Linked DNA regions of Mus musculus: region 2 is linked to region 1. Evidence: chromatin contacts called from public HiCAR-type data. All regions are on one chromosome and are shown on one strand. Each heading gives the region's core, a stretch centred on a gene start, on an enhancer-like site or on the middle of the called end of the contact. The rest is flanking DNA. Distances are from core to core; before and after follow the strand shown.

What was found. HiCAR-type assays count read pairs that join an accessible place to other places.
Region 2: a HiCAR-type map of PVALB interneurons shows a contact between it and region 1, with 7 times the contacts expected there. The contact joins two enhancer-like sites. A contact is called at or near these places in 1 of 39 promoter capture datasets (hippocampal neurons), 3 of 15 datasets of contacts at CTCF or cohesin (the NIH/3T3 cell line and stem cell-derived epiblast-like cells), 80 of 484 Hi-C or Micro-C datasets (3T3-L1-derived adipocytes, the AML12 cell line, the C2C12 cell line and 45 more), 5 of 115 datasets of contacts at active chromatin or transcription factors (PVALB interneurons, astrocytes, embryonic basal ganglia and 1 more) and 1 of 9 other capture datasets (embryonic stem cells).

The regions. Positions count from the first base shown.
Region 1 is chr10:112,201,931-112,205,410 of GRCm38.p6, forward strand. It overlaps Caps2 (calcyphosphine 2), which reads left to right. Exons shown (of 18, transcript NM_001310675.1): 15 at 1,950-2,104. Among named protein-coding and RNA genes, the nearest start is that of Caps2, 40 kb to the left of the region's middle. Within about 2 kb of position 1,746, at least 27 of the 459 cell types and tissues checked have an H3K27ac peak or open chromatin away from gene starts, as enhancers often do. A contact at or near this core is called in PVALB interneurons, where this site is marked.
Region 2 is chr10:112,800,124-112,803,603 of GRCm38.p6, forward strand. No RefSeq gene overlaps it. Among named protein-coding and RNA genes, the nearest start is that of Gm3942, 36 kb to the right of the region's middle. Within about 2 kb of position 1,633, at least 3 of the 459 cell types and tissues checked have an H3K27ac peak or open chromatin away from gene starts, as enhancers often do. A contact at or near this core is called in PVALB interneurons, where this site is marked.

The DNA of each region.
Region 1 (3,480 bases), core at 496-2,995:
TGGTTCACATCCCCCACATCATGTAGCTCACAATTCTCTGTAACTCCACCTGTCGGGGCTCTGAGGTGCTCTTTTGGACTTTATGAGCACCCATAAGCGTGTGTGCATTTACCCTTACACAAATGCACAAATATGTAAATTATTAATAAAATAAACCTTGATACCCAAATATATACATAAATAATAAAATAGTTAAAAAGTATTTTCAAGTTTTTTATTAATGGTACTAAGCAAGAGGGTGTAGTTATAATAATAATTTTAGAAATATTTGATATTATGAGTTGAATTATAAGCTAAATAACGTGTAAAATTGACATTTTTAAAAATTAAAAGTATATTAACTTGTTTGTGTAGTGTGTATTTGTGTGTGTGATACAGCATACAAGTGAGGTAAGATGACAACTTGCAGATGTCAGGTTTTTTCCTACAACTCAAACTCAGGTTGTCAGGATTGGCAGGTACCTTTCCCCATTGACTCATCATCTCCATGGGCCATGATACATATGTATCTGCATATGGATATGGATATATATATATGTGTGTGTGTGTGTGTGCATATATATGTGTATCTGTATGTATATATACATACATGTCTATCTACACATACATTTGTACATACACAGATACACTTACACTAGGGCTCACACTGAAACTCAGATAGATTGCCGCTCACTGTGCAAACCTGACTGCTCTAGAACTCACGGCAATCCTCTTTCCTTATCTCCAGAGTCTGGGAGTATAGGCAGGAACCACCATGTCCTTGTACTTGCCTAGACGATATCCTGAAGAGACTAGTGGCTTAGTGCCTGACATATCTCCACCTCATTTTCTATTGAATGTGCTCTGACGTCTGTAAGCAGATCCTGCTGTTCCGTAGACACACAACTTTGTGTAGATCCTTTGCAACTCTTCTTCCACCTCTCGGTGAGAGTAATGTCTTATTACCTTTCCCTGGGAATCCAGAGGGGACAGAGGAAATGTAGATAGACTCTGGACACTGAAACATCTTTACAATTGTCTAAGGCCTGGCCTTCTAACCAGTGCAGTGTAGTAGGTGATACATACAATTCCTCTATTGGATTCCATCATCGAGGAGGGAGGAAGGTATAAAACAAATCATCAGAGAAGTCAATATATACTTCTAGAATTTTGATGAGTCCTGAGATAGTATTCGTGATCAGACATTAAGGAAGCGAGCAGCTGCCTGTATGGTTGGCTGAGACTGGCTCCGCCCTTGTTAGCAGGTCTTTCTCTCTGCTCTGTCATCGACAACACAGTTTTTGTCACTAGTGAAGCTCGTGACAGTTGCACTCTTCTTTTCTAATGTATCCATTGTAGTACAATACAGACAGCATTATATGTGCTAGAAGGAGTGTTTAGGAGCCAGAGACCTCTAGAATTTTCTGGATAAAATAGTTGCTATGAATATGTAAATATGGACGAGTATGCCAAGACCCAGATGTCATTTCACACATTTTGTTCCAGATTTCAACTTTTAAACTACTTAAAGTTTTTTGAACTGATATTTTTGGTGTGTGATTTGTCAGGCATCTATTCTGAAATTCAGTAGTGTAAATAAAAAAAAATAGGAAAGATATGGGGCAGTTAGAAAAGATGATCTAAACAAGAGAAACTAAGATTGTAATCTTAAGACTTAGATTACTTGCTTATGAATAGAGAGGAACATTGTCTCCCTGTATGTAGCATGCGACACTTTCACCACACAGTGGTGCTGTGGCTCTGCTGTATCATGAATATGCAGTTGTGTCTGACATTGTGGTTATTAAAAACATTCTCCTTTCCAAAGTCAGCCCTACGCATGTATTCATTGAATATTCACATCTTCTTTTCCATTATTATCAACTTATTTTCTCAGAAGAGAAACAACTGCAATTTGAAAGCTTGGTGCACAGAAGCAATTAGCTCCCCTCTCTCTTTTTACTAAACAGATAAATTGAAAGAACAACTGCACAAGAAGGGTGCTCGTATTTTGACTGGATTGGGAAGATACTTCCAAGGTTTGGACAAGGAAGGGAATGGGCTTTTAGAAAAGGCAGATTTTCAGCAAGCTCTGAAAACCTTTCACTTGGAAGTGTCTGAACAGGTATGTACCACACAGCATTTTCTGCTCTGGGTGTATTCTTGCATGGCCTTGCTCACTTTTCTAATGAAATTCTAATAGCCTATTTTTTAAAACCCTCTGCTATCAGGGTTATGCCACGAGGCCACAAGTCTCATTTATTTTTAAAATGTTTACATCTATCCCTTTATCATATGCTTCTGAAGTGTTTTATAGCCAGGCATATTGTTAAACTCTGTAATGACGTACTCTTCATCTCGAAATCTTCAAAACTGAAGAAAGTGGTCAATACATGCATCAAACAGAGAAGGCGGCTTTAGGAACCTGTGTGGTGGTACTCACTTCCAAGCTAAGTTATCAGGAAGGAGCTCTAAGATGTTGGCAGGACCCCTGGGGGAGGATGCATCAGGCTGGGTTGTGAATAATGAGGAAGAATTAACCAGGCAAGGGTAGAGAAGAATAATAGCAGACAGTGGATCTCCCAAGAAGAGGGGTTCCTGACTCAGAGAATGGTCATTTCCTGGAAAGGAGAAGCAGTCTCCCAGCATGAAGTGTGGCTCTTCCCTAAGCCACAGGGACTTACTTCACTCTGACATGAATCACACTAGATCTCTGTGTTCTAGATTTTTCTCATCATTTGGGCCACAGCTTTCCTTAACAGAGGAGCTCTGCTGCCTGAACTCCGATCCTTTCTGTATCAGCGTCCATTTTAGTTTCTTCACAGCAAGTTGTGTCTGTAAGTGAAATGTCACATCCCATCCAGATGGGGACCAAGGTGGCTCAGGTTCCTGCTCTTTATTTAGCACCTTGAACTGAGTCTTCCATGGCAAACACGGGCACAGTAGCACATCACTGGGGCAATTAGACGGGAGAGTGGGAGAGATTAAGTTTGTTGCCCCAAAGCCTTGTATGCTATACTTGCAAGTTTTGCTTGTAGGTTAAAAGTACACAAATGATTCAGATGTGGATTCTTTTGTACTTTTCTCTTTTGCTGAACAAAACAATTGTTTTGTCACATGATGTAGTACGTGTCTGAAATTTAGGTTCATGTAAAAGCATAATCACTTAGCCATGTGACACACAAGTGTTCTGACTTTTCTTATTGACAGGCCCTGCCTGTGCAATTGTGAGACAGTTGCTATGTCTAGGATGGCAGAGAAGCTCTAATAAAAAAAAAATCACATGGGAATTTGCTTTATCAACTGTAAAATTCGGTGTCAGGGTGACATGGCTTATCACTGTTGGGACACAATTGTCCTTTGGATTGTTGTGATAATAACATTGAAGCTTGTGGTGTGTCTGGTGAGACAGACCAGGGACCATCCACCTTACCACCTTTCTTTCATAGATGAACAAAATAAAACAAGAGTAGGAAATTAGAATTCACTGGTATATCTTTG
Region 2 (3,480 bases), core at 383-2,882, 600 kb after region 1:
CCACCCTCTTCAACTGTGCAGGGATTTGAGAATCCTTCTCTACTTTCTCCCGTTTTTTTATCTACTTTATATAAAGCATCTATATAAAGGGATGGAGGAGCACCCTTAGTCTCTAAGTTTGTGGATTTTCTGACTTTATAATCCCCCAAAGTCACTTATTATATACATTAAGACATGAAAACAGCTTCCTCCCGAGAGCAGTGGGTTTGTATGTACATTTACATCAAGGTGACCCTGAATACTTCAAAGACAGAAATGGTACAAGAGAGGAGGTCCCCAGCTGAGATTAAGAAGTCATTTCAGAATTATCAGCTCAAAAATGGGGAATATAGGGTTTAAGTAAAATGGATTGTTGATGAATTGAAGCAGACATGTTCAAGGGGCTTTGGGGTAGATTTGTCAGGAGTCTCTTCATTAAGTCTGGTGACTGAAGACAGAATAGTAATGACTAAAATTTTCCAGCTCTGACTAGGGGCAGAACAAGAGCCAGTATGTGGTATATTGGAAAGATAATTTATTTCTAATCTTGGGTCTGCCTCAACAAATTGTATGACCTTACAAATATCTATTACAAACTCTAGCCTGCTTTATGTTTTTTTCTTTAGTCCAGTTAACCTTGATAGTCTATCCCTGGAAATAAAAAGCTAATATTTTGAAGTGAATGAACGCCTTCACAAGGCCTCGTCGCTTTCGAATCATAACGATAAGCGCTAACTCAATGTCTATTGCTTAGATGCAGCCTTAGAATCAAGAAAAAGCAGAAATCAAAGATAGCTCACTAAAATATAGTCTGAAAGAATGGTATTTAGCCAGCCACAGTCCTGACACATCTAACGTTTATGTTATAAATACCTAATTGTATGGCAATTTAATCATGGTAGAACACATATATGAAGAACGCAGGGCCTGTGCCTGTATCTCTGGGTCAGAGTGCTTGGCCTCACATGTGAAGTCCGTGGTTAGATCCCAGGATGGCGCAAGGGTAGTTTTTCATTAGAACTTGGCCAATGAGATGGTTCAACAATTAGAACTGTTTTCTGCCATGCCCAATGACCTGAGGCCCAAGTGAGGGGCATATATGGTAAAAGGAGAGAACCTTTTCTTGCTGGTTATCCTCTGTTAACAACATGCCTGTTAAGGTACACACCCACCAACCCATAAACACACACTTCACACACAGACACAGACATAGGTACACAGACGTAGAAAAACACAGACACAGACAAATGCATGCGCATTTGTGTACATGCTCATGGGCACACACATACACACACGCGCAGACTAAATTTTAAAACATTTTTAAAAAGAACTGTTCATAAAAAAAAATAGAAAATTCCAAACACATGATCGTAATAGTAGTTAATATTATGTCTCATTACTACAACTCACTTTTGGTTGTTAAAAACATTTTTCCTTCCTACTGTTAAATAAGTAAGTCTGCTGGCCCATTCAGGAGATTATGTGAGATCATTTGCAGCTATCTATCAGATTTATACTTGAGTAAAAGTGCCGAGTAAAATGTATATAGCAGTGCAAATGATATGTTTCCAAAATGACACCTTTGCTCTTATTAAAGTTTGTGAAACCAATGCCAAAGATGAGATAAAGCAAGCACCGACTAAACGTTGCCTCAGAAGAATTGGATGATGCTGCCATCTAGTGGACACTTGTGCACAGTGCCATCAAAACTGTAGGGCGCAAAGGGGAAATGAAAATCTTCCAAAGTACAAGAAACCCGTTTACAGAACACATTTGAAAAATCTAAAACTAATTAATTAATTAATTGATTAAAAATATTGTATTATAAAAATATGGAAACATAAAGAAAGATGACTGATGTCTTCCTCTTTCTTTGTATTCATCTTAAGAATGCTTTCTATTTATACAAACTATGATGACGAATTGAGGTTTTTATGGGAAATGTATTTCCACCAAGATAGATGTAAAAATAAAGAGTAAACATAGGACAATAACAAGAAACATAGGCATCCTAGAAGGGTGTCTTAGTTAGGGTTTTATTGCTGTGAAGAAACACCATGACCTAGGCAGCTCTTATCAAGGGAACCCTTAATTGGGGTTGACTTACAAGTTTTAGAGGTTCAGTCTATTATTATGATAGGAAGCATGGCAGTGTGCAGGTAGACATGGTGCTGGAAAAGGAGCTGAGAGTTCTACACTGTGAACCACAGACAGCTAAAGGAGGAAACTGTTTCCTACTCGGTGGGGCTTGAGCATAGAAGGCCACAATCCCTGTCCCACAGTGACACACTTCCTCCATCAAGGTGACACTACCTATTGGCCAAGTATTCTGGGACTCTGTGAGTCATGCCTATTCAAACCACCACAGAATCCTTGGGTAGAGACTGGAAAGTAGAGGGAAGAGTTGTCAGGGCTGGCCTCAAAGACAACTGAACGTGAATTCAGTAATTAAAGAGCAAACTTTAAGGAAGGGTTAAACGGTTCCCAGGTACGAAGGCTCGCCACTAATGCTTCACCACATTTTGTAAGATAAGTGGACAGGCATTCATGTCTATACACTTCTGTGTGAAAGTACTCCTGGCACATAAATACTGTTTCTGATTAACTTATTAATGTGTGACTATTATATGACGATAGAGATAATAAAACTTAACCAAAGTACATGATAAATAGCATTAGTCTCTCCCTGTGGAAGGGAAGAGAGAGAGAGAAGGAGATAGAGGGAAGGATGAGGAGAAGGAAGAGGAGGAGGAGGAGGAAGAAGAAGAATAGGAGGAAGATGATGATGTTGACGACAAAGAAGAGACAGAGTTGCCATATATTTGTGTTTCAAGCACTAACGTTACTGCTAAACCCTCGCTGGGCTTGCAAGCATACTTTACCTCTTCCAGCCTTTAAATGCTTGTGACCTAATGGAAAATACAGTAAATATTAAGTGACTACGCCAGATTGGGATGCGCAGTAGATGGAAGATAACTTGTGTTTTCTTCTGCACCTACCCATGCATCTGCATTGCTAGATTTTCTTGACAACGTTCTAGGGGAAAGTTTTAATTCCAGTGACATTGTGATGTGAGAATTAGGGTACAATTGAAATTGCCATTGTTTACTTTTACCTCGCGGTGAGCACGGATTTCAGCTCAATCCTTACCTATTTAATTGGCCACTTTCTGCTTCTTAGGTAAGCTCCTAGTTTTTCTTTGGTACCAGGGACAAGGAAAAGCATAAAAGCCCTTTAATGCGCTCTGTGCTGTCTTCTTTGTGCCCACCTGGCATAAGCTGAATGTGGCTCTTGGTCACAGCTAACACCTGGCCACACTAGGGACATCCATTTCTCACTCACTAGGCCACTGTGAAATCCAGACTTCTGAATGTCTCTCAAGTTTTGGCTCTCAGCTGCACAAGAGCAGAAACTGAGCACAGGACTCTGTGATGGTATATGGACACCATCCTGAAATCAAAGAGCCATGGAAGTTTGTAATGAAAGAATATTTGAGCACAT